Regions from separate parts of the Mus musculus genome. Here region 1 is linked to region 2. The links are chromatin contacts, called in public HiChIP or PLAC-seq maps. All regions are on one chromosome and are shown on one strand. Each heading gives the region's core, a stretch centred on a gene start, on an enhancer-like site or on the middle of the called end of the contact. The rest is flanking DNA. Distances are from core to core; before and after follow the strand shown.

Region 1 (6,993 bases), core at 1,147-3,646, 210 kb after region 2:
GGCCAGCCTGGTCTCCTTGAGACCCTGCCTCAAAAGCAACAATGACAGAAAAAATTACCACATCACTGAGTAACATTTGAGTCATGAAATACAACATTCAGAAAAAGTATGGAAGATACCACATGTAATGTAAATCTCATGTGTAACCCCATGCCGGGGTTTGTGGAGGAAGCAAGCTGAGCCATCTCTCCTGGAGGCCTCTACCAGCTGCTTTTCCGTTCTTTCTTACTATGTAGCCCTGGCTAACCTGGGACTCCCTACGTACACCAGGCTGGCCACAAACTCAGAGATCCACCTGCCTTTGTGAGCTTTTCCGAGTGCTGGGGTTAAGGGTGTGGGACAACACAGCTAGCTGGTACAATACATTTTTATTTTTCATATATCTTGTGTCATGTCTTATTTTGCTCACTGCTATGCTGTGAGGCTCTTCCGTGTGTTTATCTGAAATTGATGTGTTTTTATTGCTACGTATCATCCCAGTGTGTGGATACGCTATGAATTCACGTGCTGGGTGGATATTTTGAGTTGTTCCCATTTGAAGCCGCTATGAACATTCTCGAGCATATTTGTTTACTTGTTTTTTTTAAAGATTTATTTATTTTTATTATATGTAAGTACACTGTAGCTGTCTTCAGATACTCCAGAAGAGGGAGTAAGATCTCGTTACGGATGGTTGTGAGCCACCATGTGGTTGCTGGGATTTGAACTTCGGACCTTCGGAAGAGCAGTCGGGTGCTCTTACCCACTGAGCCATCTCGCCAGCCCCCTGTTTACTTGTTTTGTGTGTGAACAAACTCTTCTTTCCACTGGGATCTCTCTCCCTTGAGGTAGAATTGCTGGTCATGGTTATGAATAGGGTCTGCTTTGGTAGATCCCATCTGAACACTGCATCCCATAATCCTGATCAGGTTACCACAGACACAGTGACTGACGGATTATCAACCACCATGTGGGTGCTGGAAATGGAGCCCAGGATCTCTGGAAGAGCAACCAGTGCTCTTAACCAATGAGCCATCCCTCCAGCCCCTCCAGTGAGCATCTCTATTGTTTCCCCTTGAGACCATTTTCCCTAAAGTGGATATACAGATAGATACCTTGTCACCAGTGGTGCCCGAGCAGCCCCTGCTTCCTCCTCACCAGTCTGCTGTTGTCAGACAAATACATCCGCTCATCTGTTGGGTGTGTAGTAGTGCATCATTGTGACTTATTTTCTTTCTCTCCAGTGATTGATTGCTTCTGCTTTTCTAAGAAAGTATTTTGTTTTATTTATGATAGGTGTGTGTGTGTGTCTGTGTGTGCATATGCTTGGCGGTTAAAAGAGGACATTGAATACCCTAGATCTAGAGTCACAGGAGGTTATGACCTACCCAAGTGGCTGCTGGGAACCTGGTCCTTCACAAGAGCAGCAACAACAGACAAGAGCTTCTCAGCTGCTGAGCCATCTTTCCAGCCTTCCCCCTTTTTGGAGGTAGTAGGAAGGGAGCAGCAGTCTGAGTCTGTCTTAAATGTATTCCAGACTAGCCCTGAAGTTCCGATTCTTTTTCCAGTTCGTTTGTTCTTTCTTTCTTTCTTTCTTTCTTTCTTTCTTTCTTTCTTTCTTTCTTTCTTTCTTTCTTTCTCTCTCTCTCTCTCTCTCTCTCTTCCTTCCTTTCTTTCTTTCTTTCTTTCTTTCTTTCTTTCTTTCTTTCTTCCTCTTTCTTCCTTCCTTCCTTTCTCTCTCTCTCTCTCTTTCTTTCTTTCTTCCTTTTTTTTAAGAATTATTTTTATTTATTTTTCTGTATATGAGTACACTGACACTGTTTTCAGACACACCAGAAAAGAGCATCAGATCCCAATACAGATGGCGTGGGCCACCGTGTGGTTGCTGGGATTTGAACTCAGGACTTCTGGAAGAGCAGTCAGTGCTCTTAACCACTGAGCCATCTCTCCAGCCCCCTTCTTCCATTTCTTGACTGCTCAATTTACATGTGTATGCCACTATTGCTTGGTTTCATTTCTGCTTACTCTTTAATTTTTAAAACAAATATTTCAGGGGGAGGGAGGGAGGGAGGAGAGCGAGCGTGAGCATGTTTGTGTGTGTTTTGTATTTGGTCGTGTGTATGCAATGCACTTGAGGAGACCAGAGGACAACTTTGTGGAGTATGTGGGTCCCTGGCATTGAACTCGGGGTTAAGCCAAGATCCATCTCACCAACCCAATTTCTGTTTGTTCTTGAGTAAAGACTGTGAGGGAGTGAAGTGCACAAGGCAGGGGCCCACACTCCACCCCAGCCTGTGCATCCTGCTAAACATCTGACTGCCCTGCGATGACCTATTTTTTATTGTTACATTGTGTCACATTTTCTTTCTGCCTCATCCTTTGACCAGCCTCTGTCTCACCCCGCCATCCACTCCCTGGACCACACCTTGGACTGAGTCATTCCCTGGAAGTGTAAACAAACAAAGGGACATTTCCTGAGTCCTTATACCACGTGCCAGGCACCATGCCAAAGGCTCAGTGTGCATTTATCCCTCATACATTCCTGCGAGGCTGGTAGTAATTCCCTCATCATTTAAGCTCTGTGAGACACACACAGCTAGGTGAGGCCACTTGTCTGAGTGACACAGTGAAGTGACAAGCAGGATTGTGCAAGTCCCAAATTTAAATTCTTAGGGGTGTGAACGTAGCTTGACGATAGCATGCTTGCTTAGTGTCCAAGGACCCAAGGTCACACAGGGTTCGGGGCTGGACTTTGGTCTCGGCATTGAGGGTACTAGCTACTTTCTCAGAGGACACAATGTGAGCCCTGTCACACACAGGCAGTTGACAACTGTCACTGATTTCAGGGGTGGCCAACCTCTGCAGAAATCAGGCATACGTGTGGTGCACATGCAGACAAAACACCCATGTACGTGCAGTAAAACAACTTTCAAAAAAAAATTAAAAATTTAAAAAATATTTGGTTTTCCTTTTTCTTTTTTTCTTCTCTCTTTTCTTTTCTTTTTGTTTTATTTTTATTTATTTATTTATTTATTTATTTTTGGTTTTTCGAGACAGGGTTTCTCTGAATAGCTCTGGCTATCCTGGAACTCACTTTGTAGACCAGGCTGGCCTCAAACTCAGAAATCTGCCTGCCTCTGCCTCCCAAGTGCTGGGATTAAAGGCATGCACTACTGCTGCCTGGCTATTTTCTTAATATTTAACATTTAATTTTTATGTTATGCATGTATGTATGTAAGTGCACCACATGTGTGCAGAAGTCCACAGAGTTTGGAAGGGGCATTTGGTGTTTGTTCCCCTAGAACTATAGTTACGGAGCTGTAGTTTCGAGCTGTCATGAAGGTGCTGACACCAAACCTGGGTCCTTTGCAAGAGCAATAAATACTCTTAACTGCTGAACCATCTTTCCTGAAAATTTAAAAGTCACATTTGTGTGTTGTGTGTGTTGTGTTGTGTGGGTGTGCATATGCATGCCACCGTGTACATGTAGAAGTCCCCAGACACTCTCTCCTGCTGTGTGTCCTGGGAATTGAACTTAGACAATTGCACTTGACAGCAAGCACCCGCTAAGCCTTCTCATTGGCCCCAAATTCCTGGGTTTGATCACAACCCTATACAGTCTTCCATGCCTTCAGACTCCAGTATCCCAATCATCCCAGCATCTGCCATCTCCACCTGTCAGGCCTTCCTGGCTGTCACACCTGTGTTATCAGGTCCTCTCAGGATCCTTCTGTTGTGTACCAGTGGAGCAGACCCCTCCGGCTTCTCCTTTCCCCATGCAGCTACAGTCTTCTGGCAAACCTTCTGATCTCTCTCACTAACCCTCTGATAGAACCTCAGCAGGAAACGGAAGGGACCACAGCTGGAACTTTGAAGGTAATTTAATGAAGGAACTGTTGGTGAGGACATTGTTGAGGGAACCTGGAGGGAGGGTAATACCACAGGAAACTGACCATACTGCCCTTAAATCTAACTGGCAGGATGTCGCATGAAATGGTACTACTGGAACTCGCGAGCCTGCCTTGAGGAGCTGAGGCTGTGGAAGGCACCATACAGCTACCATCAGAGCCAAGGGATTGAGCAGAGAGAGCTTGGAGGGGTGCCTAAAATGCACGATCTTCCTGCTTTAAGGCCTTGCTGGTGCTTCGAAAGGAAAACCTTGAGATCAAAATGCTAGAGGGGCTGGGCGTGGTGGCGCACGCCTTTAATCCCAGCACTTGAGGCAGAGGCAGGTGAATTTCTGAGTTCGAGGCCAGCCTGGTCTACAGAGTGAGTTCCAGGACAGCCAGGGCTACACAGAGAAACCCTGTCTCAAAAAACCAAAAACAAAACAAACAACCAAACAAACCTCTAGAGGGGTAGGGCCAGGCTCCTTGGGCAGTGAGGCAGAAGGATTGAAAAGTCAAAGCCTGTCTGGACTACATGATGAAGTCTTGTCTCAAATTAGAAAGCAAGGGCTGGGCGTGGTGGCACACGCCTTTAAACCCAGCACTTGGGAGGCAGAGGCAGGCGGATTTCTGAGCAGGCGGATTTCTGAGTTTGAGGCCAGCCTGGTCTACAAAGTGAGTTCCAGGACAGCCAGGGCTTGGCATACAAGCTCTGGGAGAGCTGAACCTGGATCCTTAGCATTGTGTAAAAAGTGGGTCCCTGTTTGTAATCCCAACTTCTGAAGAGGTAGAGATGGGTGGATTCCTAGGCTTGTTTGCAGCCAGTCTAGCCAAGTAGATGAGCTCCAGATTCAGTGAGAGATCTTGGCCCAAAAGAACGCATTGAAAAGTGATTGACGAGCCTACCAAAGTTAATTTGCACACACAAATTACAAAGTGCAAAGAAGACCGGGATAGGGCTCATTATTAGAGCCCCTGCCTGGAATCTCCCAATGAGGGGTTGTGGCCATGGCTCAGTGGTAGAGTACCTGCCTAGAAATCTTCCAGTGACAGGCTTAGGGTGTGGCTTAGTGATAGAGCCCTTGCCTAGAATCACCCAGTGACAGGCTGGGGGTGTGGCTCAGTGGTAGAGCACCTGCCTAGAATATCCCAGTGGCTGGGGATATGGCTCAGCAACAGAGCATTTGTGTAGAATATGGGAATTCAATCTCCATTACCATGAAGTGGATAGGAGCTGAAAAGATGGCTGAGCAGTTAAAGATACAGGCTGCTCTTCCAGAGGACACAGCTTCAGTTCTCAGCACTGGTAACCATGCCTCACAACCACCTGTAGTTAATTCCAGGGGATCAGACACCCTCTTCTGACCTCTGTAGGCATGCATGTGGCACACAGACGCACACAGGGGCAAAACATTCCTACACACACACAAAAGTATTTAAAACCTCATTTAAATGTGAGCCCATGTGATGCTATCCTCCACATGGATGTAGGATGGCCCAAGGTGAGACACTGGGGTAAATGGAAAATAACGGAGTTCATGTTCCCTCATCCCCATAGCTTTCTGCCTCACTTAGCAGCATGGCCAGGTCCTTTGATCCAGGGAGCTTTCTGAGTCTAAAATAAATGGAAGTCAATGTTTGCTTGAACTTCTCGGCCACCCCGCCTCTCTTTTCACTTTTTTGCCTACCATTTCTGACTGAACAAATGAAGTCCTGACAGCTCAGACAAACTCCTTCAGCTTCCTAAGGTGTTCAGACCTAGCAGTGTCCACATCGCCTTTTCTTCAGCTCCAGGACTCTGTTGAGGTCCTGTGCCTTCCTCTTCCCACCATTAGGATCTGGTTTTCTATTTTTCTTCCCTCCTCTTTCGGGATCCTCCCCTCTTCTCTCTCCTCAGTGGGTAAAGATGTGCAAATTTCTACCATCTCGGGAGGCAGAGGCAGGTGGATTTCTGAGTTCGAGGCCAGCCTGGTCTACAAAGGGAGTTCCAGGACAACCAGGGCTTTACAAAGAAACCCTGTCTCCAAAAACAAAAACAAAAAAACAAAAACCAAACAAAACAAAACAACTGTCAACTGGGAATGTACCTTTGCAACAAAGAAACAAACCCCAAAGCCTGCAACAAAAAAGAAACTAAATAAAAGCTCCCGACACACTTGGGCATCCCCAACCCCTTACAGCACCCCTCATCAGGCCTTCTAGTTGTGACACTTTGCTCTCATCCCAAACTCTCCCCCCTCCGTAACAAAGTTTCTTTGTGTAGCCCTGGCTCTCTTGGCACTTACTCTGTAGATCAGGCAGGCCTGGAACTCGCAGAGATCCACCTGTCTTTACCTCCCTGGTGCTGAGATTAAAGGTGTATGTCACCACACCTAGCTGCCAAAGTGTTTAAAAATGTTTTTCCTTTATTAGTTTGGGGTGAAGAGAGGCAGGATGTACCATGGAGCACATGTGGAGGTCAGGGGACAACTTAATGGAATCTCTTCCTTACACTTTTGTGGGTTCTAGGATGGGAGCTTACGCTGTCAGGCTGTCAGGCTTTTGGACAGCAAGCTCTCGGCTCAGTGTATGCCGCATCCCTGATTCTTTTAATTAATTAATCATTAATTAATTAAATATACATGAATACTCTATCTTCACACCCATGAGAAGAGGGTACACTGTAGCTGTCCTCAGACACTCCAGAAGAGGGAATCAGATCCCCTCAGAGATGGTTGTGAGCCACCATGTGAGTGCTGGGAGTTGAACTTGGGACCTCTGGAAGAGCATTCAGCTTTCTTCACTGCTGATCCATCTCTCTAGCCTCTCATCCCTAATTCTATTTTTTTTTTTTTTTTGGTTTTTCGAGACAGTATTTCTCTGTATAGCCCCGGCTGTCATGGAACTCAATTTGTAGACCAGGCTGTCCTCGAACTCAGAAATCCGCCTGCCTCTGCCTCCCAAGTGCTGGGATTAAAGGCATGCACCACCACGCCTGGTGCATCCCTAATTCTTAAAAGAACATGTATGACATATGCCTCTTGGGCTGAAGGCAATAGAGACTGACTCCTGCTAAATGAAACAAACAAACAAATATACCTGTGCTAGCTAGTTTTATCTTAACCTGACAAGCTGGAGTCAACTGACA
Region 2 (6,757 bases), core at 2,935-5,434:
GATGTTCTGCTAAAGTAAGTGATGGAAGATTCCTTGCTAATGACACGCATGTATTGGTCTGCTTTACACTGCAGCTGAGCTGCACTGGGACTCCACAGAGAGAAACACACCAAAAAACTTCTGGTGGTACACTGCAGTTTCTTGCCACTTCCCAGACTCAGACTGTTTGGATGCCTGTGCTAAGGCAAAACACATGGAGGACACGTGATGTTTGGAGGGTAGAAGTCGGACCTCATGGAGTGACAGAAATGGAGCTTGGCTTGCTGGTACAGCGAGCTGTGCAAAGCTTGTGGGTCTCAAGTCTTCACTGATCTACACTTTCTTGAGAAAGGAAACTTCTCCTGGTGTTCCTGCTGGTCCCTCCTGCTGACTCCGACCCAAGACTGAGGCCTGGCTGTCTCTGTTAGGTCATGTCACCGCTGTTGCTAATCCAACCCTACCAAACTGGACTGCTGTTGTATCTGTCAGGTGTTTGCCAGTGGATCGAGCTGCCATTGCCTGCTAACCTGTGAACTGAACTGCTGATTTCCAGACAACACAGATGGAAGTTGCTCCAAAGAAACTTTCTAAACAAGTTAACTCCCCCACATTCTTTCTTTCCCACTACCTCTGGTGGGTTGGTGGGATATGAGGGAGGTTAAAGCATTTAAGAAACATCATTAAAAATAAAGTTTGAAAAAAATAAGGATACACAGAAGTGTTAGAAATTCAAGTCATCCTGAGCTCCAGATTAAGACTCGATTTTTAAAAATCATTTTATCCAAATCAAAACAACTCTGAGGTTCCACCTTACACCTATCAGAATGGCTAAGATCAAAAACTCAAGCGACAGCACGTGCTGGTAAGGATGTGGAGCAAGGGAAATACTTCTCCTTTGCTGGTGGGATTGCAAACTTATACAACCACTCTGGAAATCAATCTGGCAGTTTCTCAAAGTTTTTAAATAGTTCTACCTCAAGACCCAGCTATACCACTCCTGGACATTTACCCAAAAGATGCTCCACCACATCACAAGGACACTTACTCAGCTGTGTTCATGGCAGCTTTATTTGTAAAAGCCAGAAATTGGAAACGACCTAGCTGTCCCTCAACTGATGAATGGATAAAGAAAATGTGGTTCATTTACACAATGGAATACTATTCAGCTATTAAAAACAAGAACATCAAGAATTTTGCAGGCAAATAGATAGAACTAGAAAATATCATCCTAACTGAAATAACCCAGATCCAAAGGAACATGCATGGCATGAAGTAGATATTAGCCATAAAGTACAGAATACAACCACACTACAATCCACAGACCCAAAGAAGCCAAATAACAAGAAGGACCCAAGGGAAGATGCTTGAATCTTACTCAGAAGGGAAAATAAAAGACATTGGAGGTGGATGGATGGAGGGAGCTGGGTGGGAGAGGGAGTGGAGAGGGAAATGGAGTGGGAGATCAGGTGTAGGGAGAGCTGAGGAGAGAGAACAGCTGGCAGACAGGGGGTGGCTCTAGGATGTGACAGAGTCCTGGGATAGAGGGCCCCAAAGGAGTCTATGGGGGTGACTCTAGCTGAGACTCCTGGCAGTGGGAGATATGGAGCCTGAAGTGGCCACCTCCTGTAACCAGGCAGGACTCTCAGTGGAGGGATAAGGACACCAACCCACCCACTAAATCTTCCACCCAAAATGTGTCCTGTCTACAAGATGTGCAGTGATAAAAATGATGCAGAGACAGAGGGAATGGCCAACCAATGACTGGCCCAACTTGAGCCCATCCCATTGGCAAGAACCAATCTTTAACACTATTAAAATACTCTGCTATGCATGCAGACAGGAGCCTAATGTAGCTGTTCTCTGAAAGGCTCCATCCAGCAGCAGGTGGAAACAGATGCAGAGACCCACAGTCAAACATTAGACAGACCTTGGGGAGTCTTGTGGAAGATTTGGGGGAAGGATTGAGGGACCTGAAGGGTCTAGGAAGACCAACAGAGTCAACTAACCTGGGCCCTTGGAGGTTCCTAGAGACTGAAGCACCAACCAAAGAACAAGCATAGGTTGGACGTAGGCCCCCAGCACATACGTAGTAGATGTGCAGTTTGGTCTGTATGCAAGCCCTCCCCCAATAACTGAAGTGGGGGCTGACCCTGAATCTGTTGCCTGCCTGTGGATCTCACTCCCTTAACTGAACTATCTTGTCTGGTCTCAGTGGGAAAGGATGAGCCTAGTCCTGCAGTGACTTGATGTGCCAGGGTGAGGTGATACCCAGGAGAATCCTCCCCCTTCTCAGAGGAGAAGGGAAAGGGAGAGTGGGGGGAAGGGGCTGTGTGAGGGGGTCCTGGAGGATAGGGCTGCAATAAGATATAAAGTAAATAAATTAATAAATAATGAAAATTTTGTTTATCAATTCACTTCTTTTGAAGGAATAATTCATATATCCTCTCATTCCTGGAGGCTTCTAGAAAAGACTTCCTTATTCATTGTCCCTTTGGCTCCAACAAATGTCACCCAATATTTAAGTTCATCAATCCCTATTGCTTTGGCAGTCTTAAAGTCCCTCAAATAGACACCAAATTCAGTGCTGATGTTCCAAGATTGTTATAATTTAGATCTTCAGTGCTTCCCAAAGGCCCATGAGGTAAAGGCTGGGTAGCCAGTCTGTGGGAGATCAGAAGAACCTTTAGGAGACAGAGTTCAGTAGAAAACAGTTATGTCATGGTGGCGTATACACCCTTAAATGAACTATTAGGTTTATGGTTCTTGCTATCTTCTTTGCTTCCTAGATGCGAGAAGTGAGCAGTTTCCTCCACTATGCACTCTCTCCATGATGTATCTCAGCACAGGCTCAAAAATGACAGGGCAGACAGGCCATGAAATAACACCTCTAAGAGTGCAAGTTTCAGAAATAAACGCTCCCCTCCCTCGTGAGCTGGCTGGCACAATCGTCTTTAATGTTGACTGTGGGCATTATCAGCTTTCTCCTTTTGCCTTGAACCAAGAACTCCACCAACCTGGACCAACACAGTTCAAGAATCCCTTTTTGCCTATAGTTCATATATTCCTGGACCTGAAGCTCTGGTGATCTTACACACACATACACACACACACACACACACACACACACACACACACACACCGTGTCCTGTAAATTGGAGCAACTAAACCATAGCCAACTTCCTGATGAACAAGAGGAGGCTTTGTTTTCCCCACTGCTCCAGGAAAGAGTTTGGAGGCAAAGATAACTGACTCTGATTTTATTTGTGCATTGTTGCTGGTTTGTTTTTATTTGCTATTTATGGTGCTGAGAATCAAACCTGGAGCCTTGTGCATGCTAGTCAAGCATCTTATCTCTAAGCTACATCCCTAGCCCTTCGTTCTTCATTACAGTTATTTAAGGATGAGGGGAGTGTGCATGCACCAAATGACTATAGCAGTCAAAGGACAATGCACTGATTTCTCTACTTCCTGTGAACAGTGGGGATTGAAGTTAGATCATCAGCTCACTCGCCAGGCAGCCACTAGCCCTTCATTTTTGTTTTTCTTTCTTTGTTAAGAGAGAGAGAGAGAGAATTGAAGAGGAGAGGAAAGGAAGGGAGGGGAGGGGAGGGGAGGGGAGGGGAGGGGAGGGGAGGGGAGGGGAGGGGAGGGGAGGGGAGGGGAGGGGAGGGGAAACTCAAAGCCCTCTTCAGCCTCCAGTGCTGGCACACACCAGCACACCCAAAGTGAACGTCTTCTTAACTGAACTCTGCTTCCCTTGTGAGTGGCTAGGGAACTGGATGAATCTGTCAACAGTGCGAGGACAGGACAACTGTCCAGGCAGTAGCACTTCCATCTACTGTGCTGGCAATCACAAATGGGTGGAGAGAGGAAGCGCAGCTGTCAGCCTCTCTTTGTCAGCCTGCAGTGCCTCGGTTTTGCTCTAAACAGCCAAAAGGTACACGGAAATTCAAGTGAGAAAAAAGCTTAGAGAATGAAACCCCCCACAGTGGGGGAGGAGTCAAGCATACATACACACACACACACACACACACACACACACACACACATGCCAAGGTGTCAGTCATTTGTTCCTTTCTCTGGAGTGTGGTTTCTTTTGTTTGGCCAGTTTTACCTCCCACATTCCCGTAAAGACCTGGTCCAATCTGGTACTAAACTGACCAGCACCGCCTTCCTGCTCTTGATTTCCCAAGGGTGTTCTTGTGTAGGATTAAATTGTAGACACTACTCCACCTGAGCAGTTACAAGAAATCAGAAGCCTCTAACTGGTGACAATCCACACAGCCTTTAAGAACCAACAGACAGCCACAATGAAGCTTCTAGCCTCTCCCTTCCTTCTGTTGCTTCCAGTGATGCTCATGTCCATGGTCTTCAGCAGCCCGAACCCAGGTAAATACAATGAAATGATATTCTCTCTTCTCCTTCTCTCCCTCCCTTCCTCTTTATTTTGTCCGTCCTCCTCCCTTCTATTTTTCTCTCCCTTGAGACAGGCTCTTGATATGTAGTCAGGCTGACCGAAAACTTGGACTCTTCCGACCACAGTATCCTGGGTCCCAGTATTATAGGTGTGCCACCATGCCTGGCTCAAGATTAATTTCTACTTCACCAGAACCATGTGCACACCAAAGATTAATTTGATTTTGTGGGGAAGAAATGGGGTAGAAAACATGGCAAACCCAACAACAAGTGCATTAAAATACTCTTTTAGCAACAAGTTGGGGTAATTAAGTTAGTCTTTCTCAGTACCAGAATCCTCATTAGCAAAAAGAAAGGACCCTCTTTATCCCAAAGGACTCTGTAAACTTTAAGGCACATTCCCAACATGTCTGCAACTGTAGCTGGCAGCATACACACAAGTGTACACACAGCCCAGCCAAGATCCACTTCCCAGACCTTCCCAACCTCTCCTGGAAAAGTCACAGATTTTCTCAGGGCTCAACTGGGGGTGGGAGGCTTGTGGTGGAAGGCAAAGAAATGAGGAGTCCTATAACTTTAGAGTATGCCAAGTAAGCTCGTGATGATACAAACCAGGTCAGTCCTATTAGCAGGCAGTAGTCATGCAGACATTTTAGTCATCCCGGGCTTGGTTGAATGGTCTGTCCCTTTTGAAGCAGACTCGGTAGAGGTTCTGAATCTGTTCTAGTCTTCACCACAGCCAGTGTTTCCCAGCTCTTCACAGAGCCACCACACAGAAGCAAGATCATCTCTATCCATGTACCTTTCTCCTGTGGGTGAGGTACTCTGTGGCATACTCAGCATCATGTGATCCTAAATCCAGGATCACCTGCCTCTGGCAATGTCCAACTTCTTTCCTTTGTAGGGAAAGTTCTCTGAGTTCTTCAGTCCTGGGGCCCATAGTGGCCACTCTGGAAGGGAAGGCTTCTCTATCACTATATGGGCACCAGGGCTAGAGTCCTCCCCATGAACTCAAAGCTCTAGTCACAACACACCTTTCCAGTCCACTTTCTTTCATTCACAAAGATGCACTTATGCTCCAACCATACTAGGCTGCTGATCCCCAACAGGTCCTGTGTTTTCAAACCAGCTCAACTTTACTCACACATCTAATTCAAAGGCTAACACCTTTCCACTCCTCTGCTCTCCACGCTGACTATGCACAGCTCAGTCAGGACTCTTTGTACATCATGGTCTGTCTCACACTGGGGGCACCTCTTCTACCTCTCCTGCCCTGCAGACTGTAACCTTAACCACCTTGGGGGTACAAACTGATGCATTGTTCCCATAATCTTCACACTATCCCACATAACAATCAATATTAGCTAAGGGCTCAGGTTTCTAAGTTCAAAATGATTCACTTCTATGACTCATATGCCAAGGTATGATAGTGTTGGTTTTTTCTTGTTGTTGCTAGTGTGTGTGTATGGGGGAGGGGGGTGCCCATGCATGCTAACCAAGCAGTGTGTCACTGAATTACAGCCATGCCTCTATTTTTTGTTTGTTTGTTTTTCTGAGAAAATCTTTGACTTTTCCAGGAGAGGTTGGGAAGGTCTGGGAAGTGGATCTTGGCTGGGCTGTGTGTACACTTGTGTGTATGTTGCCAGCTACACTTGCAGACACACAAGGTCTTTCTGTGTAGCCCTGGCTGTCCTGGAACTTGCTCTGTAGACCAGGTTGGCACTGAATTCAGATGTATCCACCTGCTTCTGCCTCCCGAGTGCTGGGACTGAAGGTGTGCACGGCCACCATGCCCACCTGCCTGCCCCTATTTTGGTTGATGCATGACCTTTATTATTTCCCAGACTTCCCTGAACTTGTGATCTTCTTGCTTCCACCTCCCAAATAGCTGGGATTACAGGACCAAGTTTACTACTTCAGTGTGGTGGTGAACAATGCTTTGCTGTGTGGGCCTCTATCCACTAATCACCAATAGTAAATAAACCTCCAGTTAAGAAAGCTAAAAAATCACTGATAAGTGGATTTTAGCCCAGAAACTTAGGATACCCAAGATATAAGATACAACTTGCCAAACGCATGAAATTCAAGAAGAACGAAGACCAAAGTGTGGACACTTTACCCTTTCTTAGAAATGGGAACAAAACACCCATGGAAGGAGTTACAGAGACAAAATTTGGAGTTGTGATGAAAGGATGGACCATCTAGTGATTGCCATGTGCAGGGATCCATCCCATAATCAGCTTCCAAATGCTGACACCATTGCATACACTAGCAAGATTTTGCTGAAAGGACCCAGATATAGCTCTCTCTTGTGAGACTATGCCGGGGCCTAGCAAACACAGAAGTGGATGATCACAGTCAG

What was found. HiChIP or PLAC-seq counts read pairs in DNA pulled down with a chosen protein or histone mark.
Region 1: a FOXA1 HiChIP or PLAC-seq map of pancreatic cancer cells shows a contact between it and region 2. The contact joins the enhancer-like site here to the promoter of Cxcl17 in region 2. A contact is called at or near these places in 3 of 39 promoter capture datasets (the C10 cell line, cranial neural crest and pre-B cells), 1 of 15 datasets of contacts at CTCF or cohesin (large pre-B cells), 1 of 484 Hi-C or Micro-C datasets (regulatory T cells), 2 of 115 datasets of contacts at active chromatin or transcription factors (embryonic stem cells and pancreatic cancer cells) and 3 of 9 other capture datasets (adipose tissue, liver and pancreatic islet).

Annotation. Positions count from the first base shown.
Region 1 is chr7:25,193,299-25,200,291 of GRCm38.p6, reverse strand. It overlaps a transcript of Dedd2 not described here. Among named protein-coding and RNA genes, the nearest start is that of Mir7048, 21 kb to the left of the region's middle. Within about 2 kb of position 2,396, at least 53 of the 459 cell types and tissues checked have an H3K27ac peak or open chromatin away from gene starts, as enhancers often do. A contact at or near this core is called in pancreatic cancer cells, where this site is marked.
Region 2 is chr7:25,410,313-25,417,069 of GRCm38.p6, reverse strand. It overlaps Cxcl17 (chemokine (C-X-C motif) ligand 17), which reads left to right and starts at 4,184. Exons shown (of 4, transcript NM_153576.2): 1 at 4,184-4,368. The coding sequence starts at 4,290. All of the region lies in intron 3 of 4732471J01Rik (RIKEN cDNA 4732471J01 gene), which reads right to left.